Regions from separate parts of the Mus musculus genome. Here region 1 is linked to region 2. A link is a contact called in public Hi-C data. All regions are on one chromosome and are shown on one strand. Each heading gives the region's core, a stretch centred on a gene start, on an enhancer-like site or on the middle of the called end of the contact. The rest is flanking DNA. Distances are from core to core; before and after follow the strand shown. Region 1 overlaps Nup210 (nucleoporin 210). Region 2 has its middle 80 kb from the start of Iqsec1.

Region 1 (6,095 bases), core at 2,364-4,863, 170 kb before region 2:
ATAATCATAAGTAGAAGTAGTAGTAGTGGCAGTATGGTAGGATTAATGTATATGTTCAGTCTTATGCCCTACATTCAGCACTTGGTAAGTAAGTACTGTGTTGGGACCTGTGCGAAGTGCATCATGCCTTCCCAGAACCTTCTTTGTGAATATTAATGTGTTGCTGGCTCTTACCTCTGAGAAATGAGCATGAAAAGCATGTTTTTGTTCATGAAGTCCTTTCTCTCCCATGTAGTCTGTGTTAGGATAGATCCTAGGTAGGAATTTCTAGGGTTTTATTTTATCTTATTTTGAAACAAGGTCTCTATGTGACTCCAACTAGCTTAGAACTTGCTATGTAGCCCAAGCTGGGCTTGAACTTGTAGAAACCCACCCCTGCCCCTGCCTCTTGAATGCTGCAATTAAACTGGGCACCACCATGCCCTGCACTCTAGTGTACTCCCCGCTCCAATGAGGACTTAATTCTTCCCAAAGCCCCTAACTCATGGCCACTCTGTGCCTGATACCCATGTGAAGACTGAATTTCAAAGAGGACACAGGCTTTGCCTGGCAGTCCCCCAAGCAGGGTGGGGACCTTACTTCTCTATGCCTAGCATTGCCTGGCCACCTCCTCCCAGAGCAATGCTAAGCTTTCCCCTTCTTTCTTCAGGCTGTGGATCCCTCTTCTGTTGCTGTGGTGACCCTAGGCTCCTCAAAGGAAATGCTGTTTGAAGGAGGCCCCAGGCCATGGGTCCTGGAACCTTCCAAATTCTTTCGGAATGTCACTTCTGAAGACACAGGCAGCATCAGCCTGTCTCTCTTGGGTCCTCCAGCCTCCCGGAATTACCAGCAGCACCGGGTCCTCATGACCTGCCAGGCCTTGGGTGAGCAGGTGAGTAGACAGTCACTCTCAGTGCCACCTTGCCTACTGGGAGAGACAGAAAATTTACTCAGTCCTCAGAGAGCTATGAGAATGTTGTTCCTCTTGTATCCAAGAACATGGGAGTCCAAGGCTCAGTGAGGTGGCCTGCCAACTGAATAGAATGTGGCTGTTGGAATCCCCAGTACACATCAGCTTTCTTAAAGCCACCAGAAAAGTCAGAGTGGCCTCCTCTTTCCCAGGGCTATAGTATCCCCCCATCTACTGCTGTAGGGGTAGAGGTTTGAGATCAGGAGTCACAAAACCCCATGTTTCAGGGTCGGGCAGCTTTCAAAAAGTTTGTGACCCTGGACCTGGGTTTAGCACACATACTTCTTCTTTCAGGATTTGGGGGTATGTGCCAATGCCTGATGTGTGAACTTTTGGTTGTTTTGAGATAGGGTTTCCCTATGCAGCTGAGGGTGGCTTGAATGGAATGCACTTTATTATTATGTAGCATAGGTTGACCTTGAACTCACTTTGCCTCAGCTTTCCAAGTGCTGAGATTACAGGCATAAGTTATTATGCCCAGTTTCAGAATTTGGTTTGGTTTTGGTTTAGTGCTGAAAACCAAAAAATATTGGAAGATTAAGAGGACTGAACCAAGCGTGTCGTATCCTGGGTTCCCGCAGAGCCTGCATGGCTGGGCATAGTACCCTATTCCTCAGGCCTGGCCACGTCTGTGTGTGGGCCTTGCACTCTTCTGGCTTCTGATGGATCTGTTTCTGAGAGTCCCCATACGGGAACAGAGAGCAGGCAGAACCATGAACTGAAAAGTGAGAGTGAAAAGAATGCAGAGTCGGGCTGGTGAGATGGCTCAGTGGGTAAGAGCACCCGACTGCTCTTCCAAAGGTCCAGAGTTCAAATCCCAGCAACCACATGGTGGCTCTCAACCATCCGTAATGAGATCTGATGCCCTCTTCTGGTGTGTCTGAAGACAGCTACAGTGTACTTACATATAATAAATAAATAAATCTTTTAAAAAAAAAAAAAAAAAAAAAAGAATGCAGAGTCCATTGAAGATGCACATGTACACCTTGACAGAGCCCCCTGACATCAGCAATCCAAAGCAGGCTGCTGTGTCAAAGGAGTGCCTGGAGAAAGCCCTCACTAGAGGTGCTAGTAGAAGTATAGGACAGTATTAAGAACAAGAAAAGCTGAGGCTGAAGAAATGACTCAGCGGTTATTTAAGACTAAGAGTAGCAACGAATTATCTTGGCTTGTCTGAGTCATTGGAGTTCCTGCCTTGGCCTGTAGAAGTTATAGGTCAGGTCTCCTCTAAGGCCTACACTCTCTGGGCTTCCTCACTTGTGGTATCATGGGCAGAAAGTCAGGAGGTGCCTTCCTCCTCCTGCCTCAGAGCAGACTGTTCTGTCCTCAAGTTGTGTGTCACTGAGGAGGCTGGGGATGCTAGCTCCCTCAGGTGCAGCTGTTAGCTGTATTGCATATAAAACCAGAGGCTGCACTTGACTTCAGTGGCCCCAGTCTAACCACAAGCAGGCCTTTCTGACAGCTCCTGCTCTGTCCTGTGCACTGTTGCATAGTTGGCCTCTCTCCTCTAGCTCGGAGGAGCAAGTGGGCCTGGAGTTAGGTGGTTCCACCTGTGGCTCTGGCCTCTCCACTGGGCTTTGTCCTGTACATCCCCTTTTCTGACCCATTCCTTCACAGTTAAGGTCTCTTAACCTTCAGGGTGCAGATTCCTCCATCTGTGTCTCGCCTTGATGGGTGTGAAGTTAGCACAGATTCCTCTTTCAAATGTCCAGGACCAGCTTCAGCTATGGAGTTTTCCTGATGTCCTGGGGAATCATGAGGCATCTCCTAAACTGCCTCTTCTCTGAGATGTTTGTAGATGGTACCTGGGGTATAGGCATCGTCACTGTCCTACGGACGTTAAGTCTCAGTTCAGAGAGGAGGGACTACGCTCAGGTGTCTGACTGCTCCTCTTGTTCCTTTAGGTCATTGCTTTGTCCGTGGGGAACCGGCCCAGCCTCTCTAACCCCTTCCCTGCTGTGGAGCCCACTGTGGTGAAGTCCATCTGTGCCCCACCATCCAGGCTCACTCTCATGCCTGTCTATGCCCTCCCGCAGCTGGACCTATCCTGCCCATTGCTGCAGCAGAATAAGCAGGTGGTGAGTATGGCCACTCTTGGGGAGGGAGGAGACATTGCCTGGTGGATCGACAAGAGAACCTTAGCTCCCTGCACCCATGCATGGTCTTGACTGTTCTGAGAGCTGGGACTCTATATGCAGGCACCTGAATCTTAACAGCCAGAGCTGTGTGGGGTGTTTCCATTTGCACCTTGCATGAGGGAATCCAGGGCCTGCAAAGGTGGGAGACATTCCAAAGTCCAGTTGCATAGCTGTTCCCAGCTTACAGCGAGACATACATACTTAGCTTCTGGTTTTCTGTTATAGGGGTGGGAAGGTGGCAGGCACTTGTTAGAAGCCAATTTGGAGTTTTGGTCTTTTCCCAGGCTAGTACTAAACAGTTCATCTTCCCTTAATTGTGTGCCCAGTGGAGCCAGTCACAGCCTCAGTCAGCTTCAGCACCATAGGGGAAACTGATGCTCTGTGGAGCTCTGCTGTCCATAACTCATGGGCATTCACTCAGTCCCATGTCTTTGTGTACTGTCAGCTGATGTCAGTGGCTGTCATGTCAGAGCACATGTAGGTCAGGCTGGCTGAGGGGGTGGGGCACAACAGTCCATGGTGTGTTAACTCAAGATGGTGTCATTGGGGTGTGACCTCATCCTAAGTCCAGGAGCTTCTGTAGTAGCCAAGCAAGACACAACCCCTCAGGCCCAGACTCGCTGTTGCCCTCTGCTGGGCACCTGAGGAGCTGTAGAGCCCTTGTGGAGCATCCTGTGGTTTCAGCTGTTCGTGAGGGGTGTTGTCTTTGTGTGTGGTCAGAATGGGACTGGGGGCTGTGAGGAGAGAGGACATCAGCATTGTATTGTCACAGGGCAGGGCATTCCAAAGTAAGTGTCAGGAGGGGAAGAAAGTGCCTGGGGCCTTCAACCAGCGGTGGTGGGGGTAACACCTACAGGTTGGCTTTCCCAGAAGCAGGTCAGTCAACAGGTTCAGTCCTCAGCTCTGGAGTCTCATAGCCCCCGGCCCTGAGTGCATCCAGCTCAGGGATGTGGGAGAAAGTAGCCTCGGCCCTGCATGGAGGAAGGAAGTCATGGTTTCCTCGTCCCTCCAGCACATACTCTGGTATCCCTCCTGTGTACATGGTGGCTAAGGCCAGTTCTGTGGGCTTGGAACCTTCACCTCATAGCCTCATCTCCCCCATCACCATGACCATCTCTGAGGTGGGCAGAGTTGAAAATGCGGAACCAGCTTTATCCGTCTCCAAACCCAGCAGCTGCTCCTCCTAGGGTCTGTGTTTTCCCAAAGTCATCTCAGAGTAGGGCTTGATCACCTCTGTGCATCCAGGCCTCCCACACATCTGAATGAACCTTCTGATGCTGAGTATGTCCATAGCCTTTCCAGCTGTGGGGCGGGTGCTGTGAGCCGGGTCCCTGGTGGGTGAAAGACAGCTCTGCCTTTGATCCTCACCGTCTGGTGGAAGCTTGGTTAGGAGAGCTGTACAGCTGTACAGCCTGGGCCTTGAGGACCAGCCTTCATCTCTCCTGGTGGGGTCAAGCACACCTGTTTCCCCTACTGCTCTGGTGTGGATCTGTGAGGCGGTTTTGCCTTCTCTGGCCCTTGTTCACCCTGGAGCTGAGAATTAATACTCCACCGACCCCCACGTATCTCCTTCACTTGCTTCACTTGTGCCAGTAAGGATGGTTTACAGTAAGAGGTACATCAAGGAGTGGGAAGTGGGGTGGGGGTGGGGGTTACAGACTCAGAACCTGCAGGTGGCTTAAGCCCCAGTGTCTGCTGCAGAATCAATGACCGTCTCTTTTGTTTTGTTTTGTTTTTGACCTTGGATTGGGGTGCTCAGAGAAAGACTTCTATATCTCAACTTGAAGACTTGTTGAGATGAAATCCTCAAGCCTTTTTAGCTTTTTGTTAAACCACATTATTGCATAGTTACAGCATACACAGTGTGTGTGTGTGTGTGTGTGTACATATATAAAATCTGTGAGCTATCAAATCAGTCTGGGCAACCCTTCCTTTCAAATGATATTTCCATTGTGTTGGGAAGCTTCAGACTGCTCCCTTTGGCGTTCTTCATGTAATCGATTATTCTGGTATTTAGTTGCCCCCCTGTGCTGCAGAACCCCAGAGCATACTGCTCCCCATGTTCAGCGCTACATCCCATCCTTCTCCCCCCCCCCCCCCCGTATCCCCCCCAAGCCTCCAGTGACTCCCGCCTGCTCTACTCTGCTTCTGTGAGATCATTTTAGCTACCACGCATGTGTGAGGGCCCACATCACCTGTCTGTGTGTGTGTCTCTCTCTCTCTGCCTGGTTTGTCTGCAAGCTTTACCTTTTAGTTCACATCTGTTTTGTGTAATTGTCCTTGGTAGAGGGAACAGCATTGTGCTAAGTTTGGATTCTCAAGAAACATCTGTCTGCTGGGCTCCCAGCCAGAGGCAGGGAGCAAAAGTCAGTGAAGAAGTTTCACCATGATTCCAACAGGAGAGATAGTTGGCTTGTGTTCAAGCCCCCACCTGCTGTGGGAACCAATGATTGATGGTGACAGAGGCCAGTGATGGGTTATGTGACTAGATGTAGAGTCAAGAGAGTAGCCATGATACATTCTGTGTTTTCTGCTTAAACCTGCTTGTGGCTTACAGTTGGGCTCAGTGGCAACACCAAGTCCCTTCTGTGGCCTGTGGAATCTTGGGACCCTGGTCCCTAGCTGTTCTTACCCCTGACTCTATGCCTTTCATGCTTGAATACGTTGTCATTTCCCCTACCAGTCAGTCCTAGGGACTTGGATAGGCTGAGCCCTGGGGCTTGTAGCTCCCCCTTTCTTGGCCCCATGCCTTCCTCACTGTACCTGCCCTTGCCCCTTATTTCTTTATCCAGATTCTTCTTTGCCTTTGGCTTCAATTAAAGGCATACCTGCCTCTGCATACCTGACCCCTCCTCCCAGTCCTCTCACTCCCCGGTTCCTATAGTGACCTATTACTGTAGAATTTGCTTGCCTAGTTCAGTCTCTGCCAGTCACCAGAACAGAGCCTGGCTCCTGCCAAAAGCTCAGCAAGCAACTGTGGGTAAGTGAGCGCCAAACCAGGAGCACAT
Region 2 (6,386 bases), core at 2,564-5,063:
ATCATAGAAGGTGTGTGTGTCATCAGTGGTCATGGAGGGGATGTGCAGGTCAACAGTGGGAGGTCATAGAAGGGGTCATGATAACACTTATCCTGCCAAACCTCACCTGCACTTGGCTGACAGGTAGAAGAGTTTATGTAATCTCTATATCAGAGGCCAGAGTGAGCATAAAGTGAGGGCAGAGCCTTCTGTGTTCTAGAATGAGTAGCCTTGGAGTGATGGCCACTTAGCATATGGGCAGCCAGGACCTGATTTCTCAGGAGGAACTGCCCCCATAAGTGGGGTGTTAGTAAATGCATGGCCCGAAGCCGAAAGGTGCTGCTCGCTGCTCCAGAAGCCTATCTTTCATTTTGCTTGTTTATCTACCTCAAAAATACTGTTTCTAAAGTAGTTAGGTCTAGAAAGATGTTGCAGCCGGCAGGTGAGATGGGGCCAGTGACCTTAATAACTGCCAGCCGTGGGTCCAGACACTCAAATTCAAGATGGAAGAGGCTTGATCAAGAGCCAGGGAACCTTGTTTGTTTTGCAAGTAAGAGATACAGGGCTGTGCTGACCTTTTTTCCTTCTGTTACCAAGGCTGTTAGGGATAAGACTTAGGCCTTGGCAATGCCAAAAGCTAGGTTGGGCCACCTATTCTCCATAGGCCAGACAAATATCAGGGAAAAGCAGAGAAAGAGGATTTCTTTAATGTGATCATACCCGGAAAAGGGAAAGAGATCTAATGACCATCTTCCTCCCAAGTCCATCTTCAGTATCCTGACATGAGGTTTATGTTTAAATAGAGGGCCAAGATGTGTACATGGGCAAGAAGCCTTGGTCAAGGTGTGGTCCCACTCATCACTGACCCATGATTATCTGGGCTCTAATATCCTGCAAGGTGGTCTGACAAGTTGTCTACACCGTGTGAGACATGTCCTGGAGACAAACTCTTCAGGCTGGCAACATTGCTCTAAGATGAGACTCCTGGGGGAAATTCTAATTCCTGAGGCTCATTGTCTAAAGTGTTTGTTAGCTGGAAGGTGGGGTGACACAGGTGGCCACCACAGGCTCATGCACTAAAGGGCAGGTTCCTGGGGTGGAGCTATTTGTGCATATAGTGGAACCTTTAAGGGTTGAGGCCTAGGAAGAGGCCCTTAAGCCACTGGAGGTGTGTCCCTAAAGCTTCCTGTAGAACCCTGGTATCTATATTTGTATAGCAATTTCTTCCATGTTAAAACATTCCATCCTTGGGCTGGTGAGATGGCTCAGTGGGTAAGAGCACCCGACTGCTCTTCCGAAGGTCTGGAGTTCAAATCCCAGCAACCACATGGTGGCTCACAACCATCTGTAAGAAGATCTGACTCCCTCTTCTGGAGTGTGTGAAGACAGCTACAGTGTACTTACATATAATAAATAAATAAATCTTTAAAAAAAAAAAAAAAACATTCCATCCTTTAGGGAGGCTCATAAGATTAAAAAAGTAAACAGTCTTCTAAGTCCTGGAGAACTACAACTCAGAAGACTCATGAGGTCCCCTCCCCAAGGCCAGAACACTGTGAACAACTGCTGCTGAGCCTTGAGAAGAATCTGAGAGCTGTGGCGGTGTCTGCCTTCATGCAGAGAGCTCCAGGGAGGCTGCTTCCAAGAGCTGTCACCTGTGTTGGGGTGGGCCTTTTGGTGATGTAGGTACATTTATGTTGTTCCTGCTCGTGTAATTAACCTCGGTAAACTCAATGGTTTGCTAAGTAAAACTGTTACATTGATCTGTCATCAGTTCCAATATGTGGAACACGGACATGTGTCACATGACTTGGATCTCTCATCATTTCCTAATATGTGATGCAAAGACTTTGTGCCATGTGTTCTCAGGAAAGGCCTCACAACACTTCTCTTTTTTGTTTTCTGCCCAGGAAGAGGTTTTTAAACTCTACTCTGGGCTTCCACCATAATGTGCTCACAGGCGCAGAAGCAATGGTTCTGCCCATCCTTGGACCAGAGCCTCCAAAACAATGAGCCAAATAACCCCTTACTCTTTAGATGTGGATTGCTTTGGGTATTGTGTGACCATGATGAAGAGATGACTAACTGGATAAATGGGTGGAAGGACAGATGTATGCATGAGTGAGTGGGCGTGTAGATAGATATATGGGTAGCAGTGAAAGGAGGGAGGGACAGATGAGTAAATAAATGAGTGAGCGAATCATGGATGCATTCTATTTGGTAAGCATACTCTTCCATCTGCATGTTTAGATGTGAGGGGGGAGGTGGGTCCCCGTGAATTTGGTGGAAGAACTTCATTGTGAAGTGCTTGTCCTTCATACAGAATTGGGGACTTGGGCTCCCCTTGCCTGTTGGAAATCTCCTATAGGGTTAGTAGCTTAAGACTTTCAGTTTCAGATAGACTCCATCTCAGTTGAACCTTAGATTCTGATAGAACTCCTGCCTGGCAAAGAGTCAGAGTGGGTATGCTGGACATTGGGCAGTGGTACTCACCAGTGTCAGGGTAGTCTCTTCCTGTTAGGGCCTTCCATAGTGACTCATGCTCCACCAGAGAGTGGTGGGCCCAGATTTCATGTAGGTTTCTTTGCATACTACTCAGTCTGTTGGTTTGGGCTTAAGGTTAGGGGGGGTCCTTGAGTAGTGGCAGGACATTGAGCCCTAGCTGGAGACTCTGCTTTTAAAGTAACTGCAAAGTAAGCAAGTTGCAGAAGTGCCGAGGAGCCCGCTTTCCCAGCCTCTTCCCGCCTGTGTGACTCTTTTCCAGGTGTTGGGTATTTTAAGCTGCTGTAAATACCATTTTTGTCAGACTTTCATCTCTAGTAATGATCGTCTGTATACAGATATTCAACTGTGATTTCCTTGATCACAATTCATGTCTATGAAAAGATCACTTCCATACTCAAGCTTTGGGGTTTTTACGGAGCTTACATCCTGAGATGGGCATGGTGCTGGTCCAGCAAAGAAGGACTTAACTGCCCCCGCCCCCCAGGATGTCAGCATGCCATGGAAGATGATGCATATATTACTGGACAGAACAGAATTTCAGGAGGTGTTAAGTGTTATTAAGGGAGATTTGCCAGAGTGAGAGCTTTGAATATGAAGCACCCTTTGGCATGGAGTGTCTGGAAGTGGATTTGGCTCAAATCTGGATAGATGGATGGATGGATGGATGGATGGGCTGAAGGGAGGAAAGAAGGCAGGCACAAAAGCCTGGCAGAGCAGCCAGCAGGTGCAAAGGCAGGTGCAGAGGCCCTAGTAAGGAATGTGCCAAGTGCTCCAAAGCCCTGTGTTTCATGGAACTGAATTTGGATTTCCAGGATAAGAGCTCACTTATGAGTAAGGTTTCATCCAGGTCTCTAATGAGTTGAGTACAATGGATCCCTTTCTATCTATCTTGTCCTACATCTGTCATTCTAACATTCTTGCTTCCCTCCTAAATACCTATGTGCCCAAGGGCCAGGCTCCATCCCAAGAATGTGAAGATACCTAAGCTAGGCACTGTAATCCTGGGCTGTAGGATCAACTTTGACACTTGGGGCACATCATTGTTTGATGCGTGGATACTTAGCTTAGATGCAGGCTAGGTTACTAACTAGAGGAGGCCCATCCTTAGAGGTGTGTAAGCCTCAGTTTCCCCGTTATGCACCCTGCCAGTGACTCCAGTAAGCCTGTGGCAGCTCACACCTCTGAAAGCTCCTGGCCAGAGACTAGGACATTTCTACTTTCTCTTCCATCAAGGGGCAAGGAAGGATGAAAAAATGGAGGATGAGCTTGCTCTCCTGGTAAATGATTCATGAGCACAGGCAGCTGCTTAAAGACACACTTAAGGACAAAATTGGAATAGTCTTGTCGGAAAAAAAAAAAATCTCCAAACAAGTCCCAGTTCCCAGAAATGCATTGGCTGTGTGAACGTACATCCAGAAGCAGTTCTGCCTGGAATGCCACTCTCCATGTCTGGGGGGACCCTTGGTAGCGGCCTGGTGCTCAGGGCTGGGCTGCTGGTTAAAGTAGCCATGGGGACCTTAGAGGAGCTGCAACCATCCTCTGTTCCTGTGGGACAGCTGAGGACAAAGCACAGCTCTCTGCCAGAAGTGAGATGAGACTGGCTAACCAGCATGAAACAGCCCAGGAAATTAAAGAGGCAGAGCTCAGTAATGGTGAGTGCCCGTTGCCCACTGGCTCCTCTGCATGACACCAATGAGAGGCTGCTACCACCTTGATTTAGGAGCCTTGCTGCATCTGCCCTGAAATGGAATGGAGGGAAACTTTCCTGGAGAAGTGAGCATAGAGTTAGCATTTAAGAGAAACCCCGTCAGAAGCTGAGATGCCTCTCCTTGGAGAATGGGTAGGCTAATGTGCTACCCAGCAGCTAGGATGCTGTGGACATAAAGCATTCACTCTAAGACACTCCTGCTTTCCTCCGCCCTCAGATGACCTCTTCCTCTTGGGCACATTTCCCCCCCATTAGATTCCTACTGATTGTAGCATCCCAGCCTTTGTCCTCGGATGTGTCAACCATTTTTGGAAATAAAATTAAAAACTTAAAAGATGAGTGAAAACATAGCATTTTTTTCTTTTTTTTCTTTCTTTCTTTTTTTTTTTTTTTTTTTTTTGTGTGTGTGGGGGGTGTTGAGGCAGGGTTTCTCTGTGTAGTCTTGGCTGTCCTGGAACTCACTCTGTAGACCAGGCTGGCCTCGAACTCAGAAATCTGCCTGCCTCTGCCTCCCGAGTGCTGGGATTAAAGGCCTGGCAGCATTATTTTTAATAAACACTCTGCAAAAAGGGATGCAATATATAAAGAGAAACCAAAATAGTTGCTATCACTGATGGTTTACAATTCTTGTCCTCCTCTCCCATAGGCCTGGGCCTGCTTCCTTCCCAAACATCTCCATCTCATTGGTTTAGGACACAGCCTTATCTAATAACTATCTCTGGGCTTGAAAGTGCATCCCCTTTCTGATAATAGCAGATTGCCTATATAACTCTCCAATTCTCAGAATTCTGAGACAAGCAGGTACCAGCCACCTACTAGGGTAGAGGTGTGCCTAGAATCTCCTGCTGTCTGTAAGTGATGAAGAACTCTAAGCATACTTCATACTGAAAATGGACTGTAGCAGTTTATTTCTATACCATGAAGTGGCTGTCTCACTCAGGTAATGATCTTCGTGTTTGTGGTCATCATCAAGGTGCTCTTTCATCCATTATCATACTTTGTGCTCTCCTAATAAAGTGTTCAGTGAGGTGCCTCTGTATGTCAACTGCAGTTTCAAAGCCAGAGTCATGTAGGGAATGAGCACAGACAAGACGATGTCCCTCCTGAAACATCCAGGAAAGAAAGGCACAGCCTAGCTCTGGAGAACATTTGACACACAGGTGACAGGAGGTCAGGAATATTGCAGGAAGCTCTCTGAGGACATATCTTTGAGCAGGTACCAGCTGCCTTCCAGAAGAGTGGAGAATGTTCTAGGAAGGTAAACTCTGGCATTGTCCAGGGCCATCCTGCAGGGTGGAGGGGTAGAACCCAGGTATGGCCTCAGAAAAGCTGAGCAGATATCAGTGGGGACATGAGAAAACAAGGACCCAAGAAAGCCAGAATGACAGTGTGGCTCCAGCTTGGTCTTTCCAGCTGTGGTGGAGGCGGGATGTGGGACAGGAAAATGGAGGGGTGAGAACAGAAAGTCTGTTTTAAGGATTGAGGCTGAGGGATAAAGTTGCTAGGAGAACTGTGGAGGGTGGAGCTCCTGGTGGGAACTGTGGAGCCAGTGCTGGAATTGGCTAAAGGCTACCTGAGTGGCCCCCAGTGAGCAATCCCACAGGGCTGCCAAGCAGTGACTGTAGTGACCACCTTCTGTTCATTGGTGATGCTGATACTGTAGCAGACCACTTGTGGCTAGCCCCAAGTTCAATGCAGAAACCTAATTTCAAAGCAAGGTATTTGGGGGGGGGGGGCAGGCTGCTGGGAGCGGGCAGGGGTTGGGGCAGAGCTCTGATATGTGGACTAGTGGCTTTGTAAAGGGAACTACCAGAGAGCACTGGTGCCTTTGGTCATGTAAGGGCTGAGGCAGAAGGCTCCACCTCCATCTGTGAACCAGAAAGCAGGCTTTCGCCAAATGCTGAATCTGAAGACACCTTTATTTAGCCCTGCAGCTTTCAGAACTGGGTGTAGTCAGTTGCCCTTGTTTATAATACACCCAGCTTACAGCATTAGCCCAAATGGAGAGAGGCACACAGTGAACCAGTTTGCCCAGAGAAGGTCTGGGAATGGAAGGGTTAGCCATTCCTTTCAGCTGGAGGAACGTTGGAGACTTTTGTGGACGTGCTCTAATCCACAAAGGCCTCAGAACCTTCCTGGCTAACACCCAGACTCTGCAGCTGGAGGGCATATTTAAGGAAAAAGACTTGCCCAA

The links. Hi-C and Micro-C count contacts between places; a contact is called where the count stands out from the background.
Region 1: a Hi-C map of cerebral cortex shows a contact between it and region 2, with 2.2 times the contacts expected there. The contact joins two enhancer-like sites. A contact is called at or near these places in 8 of 484 Hi-C or Micro-C datasets (the HL-1 cell line, cerebellum, cerebral cortex and 3 more), 1 of 115 datasets of contacts at active chromatin or transcription factors (astrocytes) and 2 of 9 other capture datasets (adipose tissue and pancreatic islet).

What each region holds. Positions count from the first base shown.
Region 1 is chr6:91,057,494-91,063,588 of GRCm38.p6, reverse strand. It overlaps Nup210 (nucleoporin 210), which reads left to right. Exons shown (of 40, transcript NM_018815.2): 15 at 650-871; 16 at 2,854-3,027. Among named protein-coding and RNA genes, the nearest start is that of Gm38860, 51 kb to the right of the region's middle. Within about 2 kb of position 3,613, at least 25 of the 459 cell types and tissues checked have an H3K27ac peak or open chromatin away from gene starts, as enhancers often do. A contact at or near this core is called in cerebral cortex, where this site is marked.
Region 2 is chr6:90,887,273-90,893,658 of GRCm38.p6, reverse strand. It overlaps a transcript of Iqsec1 not described here. Among named protein-coding and RNA genes, the nearest start is that of Iqsec1, 80 kb to the right of the region's middle. Within about 2 kb of position 3,813, at least 6 of the 459 cell types and tissues checked have an H3K27ac peak or open chromatin away from gene starts, as enhancers often do. A contact at or near this core is called in cerebral cortex, where this site is marked.